2 separate regions of the Gossypium arboreum genome follow, and region 1 is linked to region 2. Evidence: chromatin contacts called from public Hi-C data. All regions are on one chromosome and are shown on one strand. Each heading gives the region's core, a stretch centred on a gene start, on an enhancer-like site or on the middle of the called end of the contact. The rest is flanking DNA. Distances are from core to core; before and after follow the strand shown.

Region 1 (5,556 bases), core at 2,559-5,058, 400 kb before region 2:
TCAATATAAACACTATAATCTATGGTTTATATCATCTTTTCACGGTAATGCCTAATATATTTATAGCCATAATTCAGTGGATTTGCTGCCATCTGATATCTGAATCTTTGAATTTTGTGTGCAGGAACCGAATTATGAGGATCCCCTCAATCATGAAGCTGCTGTAGTGTTGAGGGATAATCCAAAGATGTTTGAATCCAATGTGAGGAGGGCTATGTCTGGCGGGTATGTTGGGCAAACCTTTTTCCCACGGTGTGTCTAGCTTTAGCAAGGTCGCTGAATGCGCAAATGCACACGTCATAAACACTTGAGCTTCTGTGGGTTGTATAATTTACCTGCAAATTGCCCTCTATTGTCTGCTTTGATTTTCTCACTTTTCCTGCAAGACCAACCAGATAAAAATTCCATCAATGTTTCACTCTAGCTTTTCCCAAAGCTGTTGTATGATTCTGTGGCATATAATCTCAATTTGGAACTAGGATAGAGTCAATAGACCGAATTTCATGCACTTGCATATTATGTGACATCTTCTCTCTCTCTCTCTCTCTGAAAATGAATACCTCTTTGTTTCTTTCTTTAGCCTGTTTTTGCTTTGAGTACAAGGATTTAGGTGCTTGTTGAACATTGAGCAACAAATCATTCCCATAATTGAAATAATTCCTGAACCAGATTTCATCTTCAGAGCCATCTTTGACATGAATCATTTTTGTATGCATGTACCTTAGGTTACATATTGCATGCTCTTTAGATCTCTTAATTCTGCTTATTAGCTTACAGGATAGAGATATAATTTTAATGTGCCTTTTAAGTTATATCTAAAAGTCCTATAATCAAGGCAGCTGATAGAGAAATGGTTTATAATAAAATCGCAATGGTTCTACAATTACAGGCTGGCAATGTATGACCAGCATAATAATGAATTTCTTGACAAGTTAGTGGAACTTCATGAGCAAGATGTTGCCATAGAAGGTAGTATATGTCTGCGCCTCATAGTGAAAGAAATTGTGAACCAAGTTCTCAGAAAATAACCAAGTATTCGATCAAATCATCTCTTCCTCTTTCACAGCCGCCAATCTAACATTTTCACGGTCTCGCCTGAAGAGTTTGTACAACGGCGTGTAACACAAACAACACAAACCAAATGGAATTGCCATCATTGATAGTAGCCCTCTGGACAAAGCAAATGCCTCGCGTGGAGAACCATTGATCGGATCGATAGATTTTGAATCATAACCAAACATTTTCTCTGATAGGATACCTACCAAGGGAGCTGCGAAAGATGAAAACGATCCTTCAAAAGCACGGTCGAATGCATAGATCATGGTCCTATGTTTAGAAGGGACGACTTCGGCAAACATAGGACCATTTGCAGCCGTGGCATTCCAACTGATGGTTAAGCCCATCATAAACAGGGTTACAGCAAAGGTGTAATAACTGCTCACTGATTGTGGGATCACTTTAAGAAGGAACAATGAGAATGGTATGCCCATAAAGGCACTGAATTGTGCACATATAATACGCCCAGAATGGGGGTAAATTTGTGACAATCTATCTGCTATTACCCCACCAAGAAAGGATCCCATAGCACATCCGATGGCAAAAAGACTTAAAAGTGCTGCTGTAGAATTATGATCAAAACCTGAGAAACAAGAAAATAAAAAAATAAAAAAAAAAGACCCAAAGGTATCAAAAATCAAGCACTAAACCAGTGATTCGGTAAAATATGTAGCATTCGACCATTTTTTTGGAATGCTAAAAAGAAACAAGAAAATGGGTTAGAATTTGTGTACCAATTAGTTCAAACCACATGGTAAAGAACACCATGGCAGTCCATGGTAGTGAACCAATAATTCCCTGCAAGACAATTATCTGAAAAGTTGGAATTCTAATAACAGCTTTCGTAGCCATCCAGGACTCGGACCAAACAGACGAGACACGACCATTCCCTTTTTCTACCAACTCATCCCTGCGAAAGAAAGCAGCTGAGTCACCAAAACAATATATGAAAATATCAAAATGCCAAACCCTAAAAACTAAATTTAGATGGTGATAAGATATTGAAACAGATAAAAACGAAAAAACTTCGAATGAGCAATTAGTACCTTTCTAAATTAATTCTGGCATCATGATTGACACTAACTGTTTTCCTAGGATCAACAACAAATAGGAACACAAGGAGTCCTATGAATGAACTTAACGTTGCCATCAAAATGAAGGCACAACGCCATCCAGGCGTACCCCAGAACTGCTGACCAGCCATTACGGTAGCAACAACACCACCACCGATGCCGCCCAAGGTGCCAACAAGGCTTAGCAGCCCAAATCCAGCCCCTCTCACACCATCCATGTAACTATCAGCAATAAAAGACTGAAGTGCTGGTATTACAATTGCCAGTCCAAAGCCATTAACTGCTCTCCACATTGCAACCTGATGAAACTGTTGGCTTCCACTCACTGCAGCAGTCGATAAGGCCCAGCACATCGTACCTATAGCGAGAACCGTAGGGCGATCATAGTTAATTACGAGTACGCCAGCCAAGGGAGATGCCAGGCCCTGCACAAAGTTCCTTATGAAGGTGAGATACCCAAGATCAGATGGCCCAGCATTGAAAGCTTCACTAACTTCTTTGTAGACAGATGGAAGGAGGTTTTCATCAGCACGTTCCATAATGGCAGCCAAGTTTATAAGGAGGATAGAAAGTGAAACGCCGAAAATCTTTCTAGTTCTGTGGAATGTTAAAAGTATATCACCAGTAGATTCAACACAAAAAAAAAAAGGCATTTCCAAGGTAAATTACATAGAAAAGGGGAAAGCATTGAGGATATGTATATCTGAATATGCACATATTGAAGTAATAACAATGGAAGAAGCTTTCTTTTGCAACCAGTTTGACATTACAAAAGATAACAAAAATCAAACATATCTAGGAATCTCCAATAAAAGATTCAAAAAGTGGAAGCCAAGGCCTCCATTGGCCATATTCCATAAACAAGGAAAACAGCTTCCTAAGAAAAATAAAGTATCCTTTGACAAGGATATCTCTGAGTTTTTGTGCATTATTATGACAAAAAAAAAAGCAACTAAAATGGAATAATTATGGTAAATATCAATTTGCTAATGCTTCATTTGCTTATCTAAGAGCATAAAATGCCCCTTTAAAAAAGCTTTTTGACTTTGCCATATATATCCGAGTACCCAGATCCCATAATCAACAAATAATCAAACAATAAGTGCCTCAATAATCAGGAAAAAAGAAAAAGGACAAAGATTTGGAAAAAGGAACTTACTTCATGGATTGAAGATGTCTACGAAACAAAGGCTTGGAGTGAAACGGAGCAGAAGATCTTAAACGGCTTCGATTTAAGCCCATAAAACAACCAAGAAAAACTTCCTAAAATCCTGGAAACATGTATTTCCAGCTTCGATGATGGATCTGGAACACCCACTTGCCTTGTTGAAACAATAAGACTCCGACCATCCAGGGACTCATCAGGAATTATCCCAAAATAAAAATATTCGATTCCCGGTCAATGCAAACAATATAATATTTAATTATTATTTATTGAAAAATAATTAATGAAGTTACACGGTTAACAAAAAGGACAAAAACCCAAACTCTTAAAATAAAACTAGTATTTTGGATGGAAAAATCAAAGTTGCCGAAGCAAGGAAAATGAAAGAAAGCTAGTTTAGTTTATCCGGTTGTGGGTGAGGTTACATTCTAAAGCGTGGGCTTGATGTAAAAGTCTGGGATCTAAACTACACTTGGATTGCGGAGATTGGTGGTGTCATAATTCCAGGATATGTGGTGTCTTGTCTTTTTAATTTTTTCCTCCCTATAAAGGGGCTCGGGTTTTTTGGTCATTGACCTTCCATTAATAGTTAAATGTCCCAAAACATTTTTATAAATAAGTGTACTTTGTAGGATAGAATACATTAGACTTGAGTTAAATTATTAAAATAATATTTTTATAAGAGATAACTCATCATGTTAATTAACGATTTAAAACAAATATTTTATCATTTCACTTCTCATTTAATCCAAATAATTAATATCTTTTATGTAGGTAAACTATTTCAAGAGGAGATAAAATTTGAAACTAAATTTAGGAATCCGTGCATAAATATGAGCTAGCTGGTATACTGTATATTATAAATTGAGACCTTTTTAAGAATAAATAAGATATTAATCATGCCATATATGCAAAAACATAAAACCAGGTTTTACTTAAATAAAATTAATGTATAAATTATAAAGAAATTCATTTTTAATCGTTTAATAATCATTTGGTGCTTGAGTTTGTTACTTTTTTTAATGTGGTATATGTTTGTTTTTGTCCAATGTGGTATATAAGGAGAAGTGCTCGATCAAATCGAATGAACAATTTTGAGTTAATCAAGTTGACGAATTCTATTTTATCATCCTAACTCGATTTGAAATTTTCTCAAATCGAGTCGAGTGAGATGAAATTCGAATTGAATATATTTGTTTGAGTTAAATTAAAAAAAATGATTCTAGGTCCTTATAATCACTATCACCCACCGTAATCAAATTTGTCCACTATAATTAAATTTGTTATTAACTTTCATCCTCTTCTTTACTTGCTTAGTTGCTTCAATTATCTTCTGATTCTTGTCACTATATATTTTGAAATTAAAAACATATTAAATATAAAAATGTAATTTTTTAATAAAAGTTATCTTAAAAATAAAATGTAAAATTAATACCAAAATAAAATTTTAGCACAAATATTTTATAGCATAATCACTAAATCATCTTTAATAAAAATTTATAGATTCAATATGATTAAACAATTCAATAATATAAATAGTAAAAATGTGAAATTTAATTTAATAATATAAATAGTAGATATAAATAAAATTATTTTTTGACAAAAGATATAAATAAAATTATTACTATTTAGGTTTAGGGATTTTTTGGATGATTTTAATTTTTGATTTTGGGGTAAAATATGAGAAGTAAAAGTTTAGGGGAAAATAAAAAGTTTTGGGGTTGAGAGAGAAATTTTGGGGAAAGTAAATGGGGAGTAAAATTTAGTGGGGGAATGGGTTTGGGGTATAAAGGGGTGAGATGGGAGAGGAGTAAAAGTTTTCGGGGAAAAGTGGGAGGGAGTAAAAGTTTTGGGAGAAAGTAAAGATGTTTGGGAGTTTAAGATAAAAATGTAAAATATTATAGTTTAGTATTCAATTTATTCGAATTATTCAAGTTATTCGAATTTGAAAACCAAACTCAATTCGAAAAAAAATTCAAGTTGACTCGAATAACTCGATTCGTTTAACTCGAAATTTGATTTTTTTTCGATTTTTTCAAGTCGAATCGAGTTTTGCTCACCCCTAGTGGTATATGTATTTAGCAAAAGTTATATGTTTTGATACTTGAAAGTAATGATGTTAATATTATAGTGTTTAATTTGAGTTTAGATTAATTTGAAAAAAAATCATAATTCATTAATAATATTAGCAGTTATCTTTATACACAAAAATTTTGAGTTGAATATTAACCTGAAAAAACTTTTGGATTTAAAGAAAAGTTG
Region 2 (5,523 bases), core at 1,759-4,258:
CCTTTCTAATCAGATCATTGTTTGGATTGAAGTCATCTGTGTCAGACAAGATACATAGAAAAGCAGAACATTTACCATTGTTCCACTGATATTTTCAGAAAGAAAAAAATATAGATGATTACTTCCCCTATTGTTAGCCCACTTGCAACTTCAAAAAGAGCTTTCTCTCGATTGAAGGAAACCTTAGGATAATTTAGTACAGCCTGAAACTGTTCTTTGTTTTAATAGATTCTCCTTGCCTCCCAATCTTTGGAGGGAATTAAACAAACTACATTTCTTTTGTATTTTTTTTTCATTCTTTCCTTTTCTTGATTGTATTCACACGATCTTTATCTCTTGGTCAAAATTGGGTTTTGGAATTCGTCACCTCAGCTCAATATATATATCATGGCAGGAAGCAAAGATTTTCACTGTCCGATGTAAAGTTTCTTGAGTTAATAACCTTTTAACATCAACATACTTACCAATAACAATAATTGGTAAATGGTAATATTAACTTTGGGCAAGTTTTTGGTTATGTAAGTATATTTATTTTATATAGATAATGAAGGAGATGGGGAAGAACAAGTCCACTACATTGTGAAAATCTGTCAAAGAAAATCATTATTGGTTAGAAAAGTAAGAGCATCTTTTCAATGTAAAGGCAAAATAAGCAGAGCATTTTCCTTGGCATTTAATTCGTACCAAGTTAAAGCAGGGTGTGTGTGTGTATCTGTCTTGTCCCATGGTAATTCAAAAGAAGGAACCCCTTAAGTCACCGGCCCACCGCCAGCCGTGCCAACCAACTTGTTCCTCGTGCCACTTAGCCTCCTAGCTAGCTATAGCTAACTTTAACTTCCCACTGCCATCCAGCCATTGTATTCTGTGGATCAAAGGACCTTTGCTTACTGACTTGATGCAACTCACCCATCAATAAAAAGTTTTTGGCTTTGATGTTCCCTCAAGTGCCTTCATGGAACTTATGGGGGGAGCTCCACCTTATCTGTTTCACATTAATTTATATTATATTCACGACATGAAAAAATCAATCTCTTTATGAAGTATACATTCGAGACTTTTTCCAAAGACACAGACAAAGTGGGTAGTGACTCGTGTCCTTGTCTCCACTCCAATATTCCCCCAAAGCATCAGTCAAGTGAACTAACCATGACACGTAAATAAGTGTGCAAGTTTTGTTATCATCAAAACCACATGAAAAACTAATTAAATCCAAAGGGTGATTAACAATCTAAGTGAATCATAATTTCAGCCGAAAATTGGACCTAAACATAATATATATGAATAGTTAAATTGTGGGGTTTAAGTAAATTATAATTTTGTCACAACAATTTAACACTTTATCAATGGATTTCATTTTTCAATTACAAAATTGTGGATATCAGAAAAAAAAATGTTATGTTGTTTTAAGCAGCTCTTCCACCTCATTTACTTTGTTTTTTAGTTATAAAATCATAACCCAATCCCCTATTCTTTTGGCTTAAAATCCAATAGTGGAAAAGTTTATCTTAAGAGTGAAATGATGGAAATGTAGGAAACATTATCCAATCAAAAATTAGAAACTCTAATTTTTTATAAAATCAAGACGTCAACAATGACGACATATCCTCTCTTCTACTTCTGACCTTAAGAGATTTCTCCAACAACCTTAATATTCTTTCAAAAAGAAAAGATTGCTTCCCCGATGCATCTGTAATAATAATAATTCTTAATTCCCTTGAAAAAAAAATGATAATACTTAATGAAAGTACTAACTAATCCCAAATTTTCATAACTTTTCTTTATGTTTTTCATTCGTCTCTCGAGCCACGATTGAGATATGGTTAAAAGTAGTCATGGGGTATTGGCTCATAGTTATAACCATTTTACAGACACATGGAAATAAGTGAAAATACCTCCCAATTGGACAACAATGGCTGACTAGAATGCCCAGATCCAGAGGCCAAACCTAATTTACCAACTTTGTTTATTGACTTCAATAGTGGCCAGCTTTGGGATCCCCAAACCCCTTTTAATTAACTTGCAAAATTATGTATTACTTGCTTGCTTACCACCATCACCCCTTATCACTTAATTTGGAAAGCCTACCAATTCTAGTTTTGTCTAAGGAGATCACAATTAAGAGAATGATTTATGTTAGGTTTTAAGTTAAAATCAGGATAATTATTTCTTTTACAACTTTAAAAAAAATATCATCCTTATCTCATGCACAGAACTTACATGAAAGAATATCATAGAGGTGTGTTTGATAAATTACAAAAAATTTCAACATTTAATATTTTAAATTTATTTAGTAATTATTTTAATTTTTACTTAATATAAAATTTTAACCAAAAGTATTGAATAAGGTAAGAAGATATATAGCTACTTATTACTTGAGGTAGAAAATATTAAATTGATTTTATTTTATTAAAAATTGAAATAAATTATTAGTTTTAAATAAGATATTCAAATTATCGTATTTATTTTCATCTAAAATTATCTAAAATAATATAAAATATTATATTAATAAGATTAAAATTAAAATAAATAATTTTTAAAAATCAATATTTACTTTTATCAAACAATATAATTATATTCCTTACTTATATTTACTAATTTTTAAATAATTTTTGATATAAATTCAATACTTATAAAATTTAACAATAAAATTTAATACATAATTTTTCACATTTAAAATTTTCAATTAATCAATCACATCCTAAAACTTTAACCAAACCATGTATTATATAGTGAAAAAAAAAACGATGAACTTTTGAAATTTAGGGTTTTGTTGTCTAACTTTATCCACTTGTTGGACGTGGGGATGGCAAATTTGGTTGACAGAATTTTCCAAACTAGTTCAATGATACAGTTTAGATGTGACAGTATTTCTTATTGTCTCAAACTAGTGTACCAAATTGTAATACTATAATGGTATTGTTGTTATTCATAAGAACGTGATGTCCAATATTGGAAACAAAGGTCTTATGGTAAACAAACAACTTCTAACTAGTCCTACTCTTAACCCTATAAATAAACCACATCACTTCCTTAACTCATCCATTACTTCTCTCAGGGATCACCCATTTCTCAATTTAGGTGAAAGCCAGAGGAAAAAAAAAAAAAAAAACACACCCGAAAAGCTAGAAAGAAAGAGAAAATGAGCCAAGATTATGAAATGATGACAAGCCAAATGAATGAACATGAAGATCATATTGCTCTTATCTCCCAAATCTACCCTGGATTTTACACCCAAATTGCAACACACCAAGGTACTGATCAGTGTGGCATGGACTTAAAACCACAAACATATTTATTCTTGCATTGTTTTATAATTAAGCCAGGCTTTTGGTTGAGCAGGGGAACCGAAGCCTCGACGGCGGCGGAAGAAGAACAAGGGAGGGGAGAACAGCCAGTGTGCGGTGGCTAAAAAAAGGAAGCTTAACCAGGAACAAGTCACTCTCCTTGAACTTAATTTTGGTAACGAACATAAACTAGAGTCAGAAAGGAAAGATCGGATTGCTTCAGAGCTGGGACTTGACCCTCGTCAGGTTGCTGTTTGGTTCCAAAATCGTAGAGCTCGTTGGAAGAACAAGAAGCTGGAGGAAGAGTATAGCAAGCTCAAGTCTCTTCACGAAACTGTTGTTCTCGACAAATGCCGACTTGAATCCGAGGTATGTAAATATACATATATCTTTTATTTCCCAAATGAAAATCATTTTAACTTGGAAAAAAAAAAAATCCGGTTTTAATCACACTTGTAAGTTTATTTGGATGTTTAAATGCAAACCCTTTGTTTTTCTTATATTTTAGACATATTTCCTTGTGGTTTCTTAGAACCAAACAGGAAAAAATATGTATGTTTTCAGAGATTAAATAATTAAAAAAATAATTCAAACTTGAGGAGGCGTTTGTTGGAAGGAAATGAAACTAATTAAGGAAGTAGCAGCGTCTTTGATCTTTATCTTTTTGATAAAGAAAGATACGGTGACCCACCAATATCAGAACATGCACGAGCTCAGGGCTCGAAGAAAGCCATGTCATGTACTTATGTTGTTGGGTTTAAGCTATTAAAAATATCAGTTAATGAGATCATAAGTTTATGTTCAATTAAAAGAAAGTGGGAAACGATATTCTTGGACAAAAAAAGTGGGATAACATTGACAAGGAACAACAAACAGCCACCTCATTGCACAACAAAAAGTAGTTGAAAATGTTTTTCCAATGAAAAACAGAGGGTCCACTTCCATACACCATACTGTCTTGTGGCAGGGGTTGGGCTTAGCCGAAGCCCACTTTTACATTCAATTTAAATTTGTTTCTTTGGTTACAATTATAGGTGGTAAAGCTTAAGGAGCAACTTAGCGAGGCGGAGAAGGAAATCCAGCAACTAACGGAACGAGTAGATGGGGTTTCCAGCAAAAGTACAAGCTCATCTGTACTGTCAATGGAAGCCATTGATCCAGTTTTCCATGGGGAATTTGGATATGAAGATGTTTTCTATATTGGAGAACACAATTATGTTCTTGGCATGGAGTGGATGAATCTTTTTATGTAATTATCATATCACTAGTTAGCGTGTGTAGATATGGATAATTAAGACCTCCAAATCCATTGTAATTAATCCTTAATTTCTTTTCTTAACTACTGTTATGTTATATAAAGTGTTGTAATGTTAACTTAGATTCATATTAATTTAGAAATCTTTTTTTAACTACTATTATCGAATAAAAACACTTTTTTTACAGCATACTGTATTTGACATTTAGATAACTTTATAGAAATTCTTTTTTTTTTTTTTTAAATTTCAAACCTACATTTTAATTTTTGGCTTTTCAAGTTTTATAGTAAAATTATCGAAACACCTCCTTTTATTCTTTCATCCTCCCCAACAGTATTTTCCTCTTTAGCTTTAATGTATCATTATATATATATATTTTTTAAATTTATAATTTAAATTAATTTATACCTCATATTTAAAATAAACATTTTAACCTTTCACTCTAGTTTTTTTATAACAATGATTAACAAATAACACTTTTCCACAATACTTTTAAAATTACTTTCTTTAGCTGAAGGAATTATTCTTTTTATTTAAGGGTTGAGGAGAAATTATAAATAATTTTAAGCATTGTATTAAAGATAAAATATGATAAAAATTTTAAAATTAATGTTAAAAATTACTTTCTTTAAAAACATTTTTCAGCCATAATAGTAGTAAAGTAATACGCATTTATGTTTATAATCAAACTCTCAAATGGGGTCATAATCTCTACTGTCTTTTTAGTAGAGATTGAAAGAAAATTGAATTAATAATTTTCTGAACAATAACTTTTCTTAGGTTTTGTTTAACAATTCATTAAAAAAATTAAATCAACTAAAAAATTTCAGTTAATTTAATTTTTTAACTACGTTTTATAAACCATAATAAAAGAACAATTTATAGAATTTTTCAATGGAAAAGTGTAAAACTACTTCTTACTCAATGTACATTTTTTCAGTTCTTTTATTTTATTTTATTTCTTTTAATTTTATTTTTAAATT

Evidence for each region. Hi-C and Micro-C count contacts between places; a contact is called where the count stands out from the background.
Region 1: a contact with region 2 is called in a Hi-C map of leaf, with 2.4 times the contacts expected there. The contact joins the promoter of LOC108465035 here to the promoter of LOC108465026 in region 2. A contact is called at or near these places in 2 of 5 Hi-C or Micro-C datasets (both in leaf).

The regions. Positions count from the first base shown.
Region 1 is chr11:28,691,221-28,696,776 of ASM2569848v2, reverse strand. It overlaps LOC108465035, which reads right to left and starts at 3,808. Exons shown (of 4, transcript XM_017765339.2): 1 at 3,289-3,808; 2 at 2,103-2,726; 3 at 1,791-1,966; 4 at 202-1,639. The coding sequence starts at 3,371. The coding sequence ends at 1,041. LOC108465036 (NEDD8-conjugating enzyme Ubc12-like) reads left to right here. Exons shown (of 6, transcript XM_017765340.2): 5 at 1-44; 6 at 125-435. The coding sequence ends at 262.
Region 2 is chr11:28,293,875-28,299,397 of ASM2569848v2, reverse strand. It overlaps LOC108465026 (homeobox-leucine zipper protein ATHB-40-like), which reads left to right and starts at 3,008. Exons shown (of 3, transcript XM_017765327.2): 1 at 3,008-3,251; 2 at 3,340-3,653; 3 at 4,319-4,682. The coding sequence starts at 3,140. The coding sequence ends at 4,537.